3 separate regions of the Mus musculus genome follow, and all the other regions are linked to region 1. Evidence: chromatin contacts called from public Hi-C and HiChIP or PLAC-seq data. All regions are on one chromosome and are shown on one strand. The core of a region is the stretch at or near the end of the contact, and the rest is flanking DNA. Distances in the headings are between cores, read along the strand shown.

Region 1 (2,816 bases), core at 113-2,612:
ATTCCTGGGGGATGCCAGCCTGAATTCACTAGGCTCCTTCTTGTTTGATGTCTGGCAGGTGTCCTGTCCTGGGTTGGTCCTCCATGACATTCTGTGGCTGGCAGAGGGAGTCATGGAGAGACCGTGGTGGAGGTAAATTGTTCACAAGGCCCACCTCTGGGAACAGGCTCGAATGGGCTTCCATGTTCTGTTTGCTGATTACGGTGCGGGACTGTCCCCTGCTCCTTCACCGTCCTTCTGACAGACAACTGCTCAGATCATCCCGAGTTGTTGTTACCTGTGCAGCAGTCCCTGGAGCAGGAGAGACCATGCTCACTGATGTCACTGTGGCCTCTTCAGGCTCCAGCACAATAGTGTCACCAAGGACTCTTGACTCAGAAGACGGGCCAGGAATGGTGACTCATCAGCTGACCTCCTGGGTCAGCACTGGCACCTGACTTTAGGCTTGGGACACTGCTTGGGACCATATAGCTTCCAAGCCTGACAAAAAGAAGACCCTTGGAAACCCAGCCAGCTTCTGCTAGGTGCGGAGTTTGAGGCTAGCCTGAGCTATAAGAGCCTCTGTCTTGAGATGACAAAAATAAACAAGCAGAAAGAGGCCCCGCGGTCCTGCTAAGTGTGGCAGTTAATCTTGTCTGTCAGCTTGAGTGGATCTGGAAGTGACTAGACAACAATGTGTCTCTGGGCAGATCTGTGAGCATTTCCTAGAAGAACTACCCTGGGGGTGGAGGCGGACAGGGAGAACAGTGTGTGTGTGTGTGTGTGTGTGTGTGTGTGTGTGTGTGTGTGTGTGTTTGTATACTAGCTCCCCTAGGGCTGTGTGGTGTGCTGTATGCAGAAACAGCAAAGACATTCCCGTCCCAGGAAGCCCTGCTGCAGCCAGGGCAACCGATTGGTTTAGGGACCAAGGCTTTGGCTCTGCCTACCGTGGCATGAAGCTTCTACGAGGCTTTCCTGGGTCTTGCTGCCTCCCCTCCCCGTCCAGGGCTCTGGAAGAGCCGAGAGGGATTTGTTATTGCTCTGCCCAATTAGTCTCTGATTAAAGGTTTAAATGGCTTAAAAAGACAGAGCAAGGGCTGAGCTGGAGGAAGAGGAGAGAGCGGCTGTGTTTATGGGGTAATAAAAGAACGGCTGAGCTTCCAGGCTCTGCTGAGTGTCTCACAGAAGCAGGCCCTTTTGCCAGCTAATTCGGGGTGTAATAAATACTAATCTCTCTAAAGCGGCCCCTGGAAGCCTTCAGAAAGCCCTATCTTCTGTAATCAGAGCTCCATTAAACAAGTTCCTTGTGCACCCGCCCAGCCTGACGGCGGCGGCAGGGGTGACCTCCGCTGGCCTCAGCCTCCCCTTCCTCCTCAGCTCCCGTGGCTGCCCCGGCTCTACCCTCCCTCTGGGACGACTCTAGGAGGCCACCAGCTACACACACGGGCCTCTCTCTCCTTCACAGGGCCCTGCCAGCAGTGGGCCAGGGTGTTGCTCTCCGGGCAATGAGCTCTTGGGCCTCATTTCACCCCATTTCACAGCCACAGCAACTGAGGTGCAAGGTGCTTGCCTTGCCCGGGGTCTCAGGTGGCTATGCCCCAGCTGTAAGGGTTACAGCGGTAAGGCCTCCCTGGCCTCCTCTGTTGTCAAATCACCTTGTGCCTCAGTTTACCCACACGGGCTCTGGTCCCCTGCAGCAGGACGGGCAAGGACCTCATGATGTGTACTAAGTCTGGTGACCTGTCTATCATCCCCACAGGCTACTACAGGACTCCTGCTCCCTCCTCTGCCCCAGGGTGGTGCTATGGTCCAATCAGATCACGTGGCCCTTGGGGCTAAAAATAGCACAGAGCACTTGGGGTTTCCCCATGACCTCTGCAGTCAGGTCAAGTGTTCACGGCCTTCCTAAGCTAATTATGGCAGGCCCCTGACCCCTCACATCTGCATCTGGGCTGGAGGGGTGAGCAAGGTTCTGCTCCCTAAACAGTGGGCAGATAAAGGTTGGGGCTGCAAACCTGTCCCCAATCTGCTTGCTGGGGACAAATTCTTTCAGGCCTTCTCCCTAGATCACAGGGGTTGGGCATCTGCTGCCTCGGTGGCATTCTGTGAGAATTCTATGAGAGGAATTCTATGAGAGAAGCTGTAGTTGAGGCTATAGCACAGGCCTGGCAGAGGCCTCGGGCCTCTGTGAACCCCTGTTCCTTCCACAAGGCTCCAGACAGGTCAGTTAGTTTCCTCCTGATCCGCTCAGGTTGACAGCCCATGCTAACCGCCATGCTTAGCAGGACCGAGGGCCTCTTTCTGCTTGTTTATATTTGTTGTTTTGAGACAGAGGTTCTTATAGCTCAGGCTAGCCTCAAACTCAGTATGAAGCAGAAGCTGGCTTTGAACTCCTCATCCTGACAAGTCCCGGGACGTTCTTCTGTGTTGTCATTGGGACAGAACTGGCTAAGAAGCAGACCTGGGAGACTGACATCACATGTGAGAGCTGACCCTATCGGTCCTCTGCGTGTGGCATGCACTGTGGACCTGGTATGTGGGCTCTGTTCTCAATCTGTCCATGACTCAGATTTTCTAAGCCTGTCTCTGTCTCTCTGTCTCTATTTCGCTGTCCCTGTCTCTGTCTCTGTCTCTCTGTCTCTGTGTGATCCCTCCAAGGCTCCTCTTGCTTCTTCAGAGTGTATATGTGGCAGTCCTTGGCTTGTGACCCATGGCTCCAGAGCTCCAGTCTCTGCCATGTCCCCACATAGCGCCTCCTGGGAAATATCTATCGCTGTTCTCAGAAAACCTTCCTGTAATGACACCAGCCATTGCCTCTGGGCCTTTAGTCTAGTGTG
Region 2 (2,816 bases), core at 181-2,680, 250 kb after region 1:
AGCTTCTTCACACCTGCACACATAGGAAGCATGACTCCAAAACACACACACACACACACACACACACACACACACACACACACACGCAAGAACATGCAAGCTGAGGTGCGGTGACACTGGGCTGTACTCCTAGCACATGGGAGTTTGGGAGGTTGAGGCAGGAGGATTGTGAGTTCAAGGTCAGGACAGAGTACAACCCTGTCTCAAAACACCTAAAGGAACAGGAAGAGACAGAAGAAAGGAAGAAATGAGGGAGGAAGAGGAAGAGAAAAAGGAAGCTGGGGTTGGGGAAGGGCAGGAAAGGCAAACATTAGCCAGGCATGGTGGCTCACAACTTCACAGCCCTTGGGAGAAGAGACAAGTGGGTCTGTGGTTTCAAGGCCAGCCAGGGCTGCATAGTCAGACCCTGTCTCAAAAAAAAAAAAAAAAAAAGTGTACTAATCATTTTGGTGATTAGTGGGCAGGAAGGACTGAGTGCTAACAATCTCTAACCAACCGGGGAATCCGTGAAGATGGCACCCATGACGCCACCTTTCTCAGGTACAGGGCAGTTCAGGGAAGCCTTGTCTGTTCAAGGTGCAAAGGCAAAGCTGCAAAACAGACACTAGCTGCCCTTACATCCCCCAATCAGACAATAGCTGCCCTCACATCCCCCAATCAGAGGCTAGGATGTGTGGAGCTGAGTGGCCAGTGCAGACTTGTACATCCTTAGCCCAACAGATGCTCCAAATGCACAGTATGCTGACTACAAGCATTGGGAACACACACACACACACACACACACACACACACACAAAATCGACCAAGCTGTCCCTGACTTACAACCCTCTTCATTTCAGGAGTGCCTTTCCTTTATAAACAGTCTTTATTTTTATGTCTAACCACGTGTTCCTGGTACAATTCATGGTACAGAAAAGAAAGTTGGAAACCCTAGATCCACTCCTATAAACAGGTTTCCTTGTTAACCTTGAATTTCAAGGGATGTTTCTATAGGTACTATACATACTCGCACACACACACACAGAGCTTGTGAAGCTCAAAAGACAACTTTCGGGAGTCATTTTTCTCCTTTTACCCTGTGTGGGTCCTGAGAATCGAACTCAAGTTGTCAGGCTTAGCAACAAGCGCCTTTATCTCGCTGAACCATCTCGTCCGCCCTAGAGTGTTATATGTTCCATACGGTATAAATGTATGCGTGTTGTGTGCGTGTGTGTCTCGGGAAATCCTGGGCATCCGCGTTGCAAGGCAGTTCCAGCGGTGACCTCTGGTCCTCTAATGCGTCGGTGCTACTACTGCAGGGAACCCCAAACCCAGAACGGGAGTCCGCCCACTGCACCAACCGCGCGTGCGCGAACCTTGCGGGTCACTAGCTTCAGTGCGCAGGTGCAGCACGAAGCGCTGGCGTCTGGCGTCACTAGCGCGCGGGGACATGCTACGGGGCGTCGCTCGGTGACGTGTTAGCCATGGAGACCCAGGAGGGTGAGGAAGACCGAGGGTGATGGGGAAACCGAGGCTGGGACGGCGCGGTTGTTCCCGTGGTCCGCATGCGTGGGGGAGGACGCGGCTCGGCCTGGTACGGCTGGGACGCCGAGGCTGGCAGCCGGGAGGGAGGATCAGTCCCATCCTCGCCTTGCTTGGCTGGACAGGTTTTAGCCAGCCAGGCTGGGGAGGTCGCGCAGCGGCGGCGAGCACTCGCCCAGCAGGCACCCGGCCCGCGCTGCAAAGCGTTCTCGACAAGTGCACCGGCCGCGAAAGTAGGGAAGGCAACCATTGCTGGTCAGTGGGGTCTGCTGGTGCAAACGCTGTGATACCAGCAGGAGAGAGAGGGAGGAAGGGAGAGAGAGGAGAGAAGTGAAAGAGGAGAGCGAGCGGGAGAGGAAGGGAGGGAGGTGGAGAAGAGAGGAGGGAGAAAGGCCCAGCAAGCCTATGCGGTGACTCACAAGTCCAGTTCCACGGGAAGGGACCCAGTGCCCTCCCGCACCTGCATGCACACCCCGCCGGTTCGGTTGCTGGCGGTGCACATATACAATAAATACATCTTTGTGCTTTGTTTTGTTTTGTTTTCTTCGAGTCAGGGTTCCTCTGTGTAATCCTGGCTGCCCTAGAATTCACTCTGTATTTCAGGCTGGCCTCAAAATTTAGAGATTTAGAGCGCCTCTGCCTCCCAAGAGCTCGGATTAAAGGCTTGCACCAGCTATAAATATCAAGGAAGACAAATGTACTTTCTATACGCCTGCCTTGTGAGGTTTGTAAGGTCATTTGTAAGATTTAACAGTTTAAAGGACATGTTGGGAGTGTGGCTCAGTGATAGTGTTCTTGCTTAGCACACTTAAAGCCCCAGGTGTGACCCACTGGATCACTAACTAGTTCAAAAGATGACCTTCTAGCCAGACCTGGTGGCACACCCGTAACCTCACTATTTGGGGGCTGAAGGAAGAGCACTTAAAGGTTCAAGCCCCATTTTGATCAGAGAGACACCCTGCCTCAAAAAGGTGTGTAGCTCACTCGTAGAGAGCTTGCCTGGGATGCAGGAACCCCTAGCACTGCCGAGGAAAGACTACAGATTGATTTACAGTTGGTTTCAGTGTGTTCCAGCTTCCTAGCAGAAATGAAGGTGCTTCTCTCAACTGGCCAGGGAGCTCGAGGGAAAACTAATACTTTTGGTTATCTTAAGCTGGTCTGACTCGGTCGCAAATTCCTATGCAAGTGGTGTCACAGTGGCAGGTATAGATGTGCCCACGTGCATTATGGGATTGCTTCTTAGCAGTACGTCACAGTCCTTCCTTCTTGTAGGTGTCTCCAAACAAAGCATACGT
Region 3 (2,816 bases), core at 116-2,615, 230 kb after region 1:
GCGACTCCTTCGCCCACAGGCATTGGCTCACTGGAGGTGGGGGGATCGCGAGGCAGGGAAGCAGCCGCTAATCCGCCTTAGTGGAAACGAAGCACTGTGGCCTCGGGAACCTGCAGAGGAAAATAAGAAAGGAAGGGAATCCCCAGCTGGGAAAAGCCGCCCTGGACGTGCGCGTCGAAGACCAGCGAAGCGTTGAAGGGAGGCGCTAGGCCGGAGGAGGCAGCCAGCAGAGAGGAGCCCAGCGCGCCAGGCACGGGCTTAGGGATCCCCGGTGCTTCGGCCCCTGAGGCTGGCGTCGGTCTCACGGCCAAGATGCTGTCGATGCTGAAACTCTTTGACTTGGAACCTTTTGGGGAGCCGCTGGGGGCGGGGCACAGAGGGGACCCCAGGTGGTGTGCCGGACGCTGGAGCTGGCCGCTTGCCACTGCCCCTGCGCCCTGGACTGTGAGGTCCGCGTCGGGGTCCCGGGGCTCAGGGCCGGGCCAGGGAAGGAGCGCGGGCCGCGCGGTGCCTACTGCCGGGGATTGGGAGCGATCCGGCGCGCGCGTCGGGAGTGCAGTGGCCAGGTCCGGGGACCCTACATCGCAGCCCACCTCGGACTCCGGCGGCTCGACCCGGGTGCGCTTGGCCTCCGGGGAACCCGCGGCGGGCTTGGGCTTCCTCTTCCTGCGCCGATAATTGCCGTTCTCAAACATGTCCAAGCAGCGGGGGTCCAGGGTCCAGTAGCTGCCCTTGCCCGGCCGCCCCTTCTCACGTGGCACCTTCACGAAGCACTCGTTGAGCGACAGGTTGTGGCGGATGCTGTTCTGCCAGCCTTGGCGGTTGTCGTGGTAGAACGGGAAGCGATCCATGATGAACTGGTAGATGCCGTTCAGTGTGACCCTCTGCTCGGGAGCATCCTGGATCGCCATGGCTATAAGAGCGATGTAGCTGTAGGGCGGCTTCTGCGGGGGCTCGACGCGGCCCGGGCCGGCCAGTGCAGCCGCAGGGGCGAAGGCCAGGGGCAGCCCAGGCCTCTCGGGGCTGTACACGTACAACAGCGGCGAGGCTGCCAGAGCGGCCAGCGGGGGACTGAAGAGGTGGCTCATGGCGACAGCAGCCTCTCCGCTCCACCGGGGAGTCCTAAGGACTTTGCCCCGCACCAGGGCCCTCCTGGGGAGCCCTCTGTGCGACTGCCCTGCGATCAGCCGCTCTCCCCAGCCGCTGCGCGCTTTGTCCCTTCTTCATGGCTTTAAAAATGTTAAATAATTGTTGTAAGTTTGCTATTATGTGTTGACTTAGCGCTGGAAAATAAATTGTCTATGATAAACAGTCCTTGTGTTCTCAGCCCACCCACATTAATTAAAATTTCATTGCTGAAAATCTCCCAGCTCTTCCCTCCACGTGTCTTTTTGATACCAACCAATCGGTTTCGGGGCTAGTCTTCATTTGTTTATAGAATTAGTCTGTTGATAAGTCCGCCCACCCAAGTTGAATCAAGCTGTGTTTATTTGGAAAAATTTCCGGGCACCCAATATATAAACGCACTGATCTGATGTTTGAAATACCACGTCCACCCCTTGACGCTGTAAGCACACAGTCAGCGAGGCAGGATGTGGAGGGACGGGTGGCTCTCCCCAAGCTGGGTCTGGTAGGCCAGAAAGGAGGAATGGAGATGGGGGTGGGGAAGCCAAGGGGTACATTGTAATCTGGTCTTGGGGATCCTCCCACAAAAGAGCTTTGATTTCCCCAAGCTTAGGGCATTGTAGAGATAGCACCGTTGTCTGCACTTTGGGAACTCGGAAGACAGTAGACACACACACACACACACACACACACACACACACACACACCTTACAGAGATGAGCACTCTCTAGGGGACTACTGTCGAAGAGGCCCCACCTAACGGGGTTCCAGGAGACTCAAATGACTGGATCTCAGTAGCCAACGTTTTTGGAGGTGGAAAGCAGACAGCTCTGGAAAGCTGTGGATGGGCAGAGTATCTGGTCCCCTACCTTGGCTGGCCAGAGGAAGAATACAAAACAACTCCCCTTGGAAAGTGTGGGGGGGCGGGGGGGGGACAACAAGGTCCTTGGGTCTGGCTAAGGTTCCTAGCCAGGCACACCATAAAGGGGGAGGGTGGCAGCTGGCGGGGAGCTGGTGTTCGTGAATGTAGGTCCTTAGCTCCATACGCTGTACTTTCCTGTTTATAACAAGGAGGGGGTTACAACAGCTTTACAAGTGTGTGCAGCTGCTTGGTGATTACATTAAGCATTTGTAAAGCCTGCATGCTGGTCCCCCCCACACACACACCCACCCACCCAGGGGTGTAAGCATCCCCCACCCGTCTCGTTTTACATTTAACCATGTCAAACTTTGAATCCAAACTCCTGGATGCTGCTCATTCTAAAAGGGGCATCTCTCCAAGTGGCTCCCCTCCATCCGGGTACGGTACGGATGCAGGTTAGCCTTGAGGAGGCAGTCTCTGTTCATGATGTCTGCACGCAATTATTCTTTGAAAGCAAGTGGAAACTGTGTCAAGATCTGGGTTAGTAGCCCCCCACCCCTTCCTTCTCTGCCAAAGAAGAAGCATTTGGTGGTGTTATTTGGTGGTGTCATAGGTAAAGAAAAAACTTCTGCCACCCACTGGAAGGGGAAGACACACTGAGGCTTGCACCAGTGGCTGGTACTCATATGGCCTCTGAACGTGGAGAAGTGGAGTATTGATCTTCCCACTCCAAAGGGAGGAATCCAGAATAGAGCCTTCACGTTTACGATGTCCTAGCATCCCACCACCGCAAAGATGCCAGCAAGGAATCAGAAAAATTTCATTTCTG

What was found. A called contact is a pair of places that touch in the nucleus more often than the background predicts. HiChIP or PLAC-seq counts read pairs in DNA pulled down with a chosen protein or histone mark.
Region 2: an H3K4me3 HiChIP or PLAC-seq map of embryonic limb bud shows a contact between it and region 1, with 5 times the contacts expected there. The contact joins the promoter of Mthfsd here to the enhancer-like site in region 1. A contact is called at or near these places in 1 of 39 promoter capture datasets (neural stem cells), 1 of 484 Hi-C or Micro-C datasets (Sertoli cells), 14 of 115 datasets of contacts at active chromatin or transcription factors (the NIH/3T3 cell line, acute myeloid leukemia, craniofacial prominence and 10 more) and 2 of 9 other capture datasets (adipose tissue and macrophages).
Region 3: a contact with region 1 is called in a Hi-C map of the N1E-115 cell line, with 4 times the contacts expected there. The contact joins the promoter of Foxl1 here to the enhancer-like site in region 1. A contact is called at or near these places in 2 of 39 promoter capture datasets (the C10 cell line and liver), 1 of 15 datasets of contacts at CTCF or cohesin (large pre-B cells), 2 of 484 Hi-C or Micro-C datasets (the N1E-115 cell line and Sertoli cells), 13 of 115 datasets of contacts at active chromatin or transcription factors (the NIH/3T3 cell line, craniofacial prominence, embryonic basal ganglia and 9 more) and 2 of 9 other capture datasets (embryonic stem cells and macrophages).

Annotation. Positions count from the first base shown.
Region 1 is chr8:121,357,792-121,360,607 of GRCm38.p6, reverse strand. No RefSeq gene overlaps it. Among named protein-coding and RNA genes, the nearest start is that of Gm26747, 59 kb to the left of the region's middle. Within about 2 kb of position 1,362, at least 38 of the 459 cell types and tissues checked have an H3K27ac peak or open chromatin away from gene starts, as enhancers often do. A contact at or near this core is called in the N1E-115 cell line and embryonic limb bud, where this site is marked.
Region 2 is chr8:121,106,951-121,109,766 of GRCm38.p6, reverse strand. It overlaps Mthfsd (methenyltetrahydrofolate synthetase domain containing), which reads left to right and starts at 1,430. Exons shown (of 9, transcript NM_001372381.1): 1 at 1,430-1,479; 2 at 2,794-2,816. The coding sequence starts at 1,464.
Region 3 is chr8:121,126,234-121,129,049 of GRCm38.p6, reverse strand. Foxl1 (forkhead box L1) reads right to left here and starts at 1,365. Exons shown (of 1, transcript NM_008024.2): 1 at 1-1,365. The coding sequence starts at 1,088. The coding sequence ends at 78.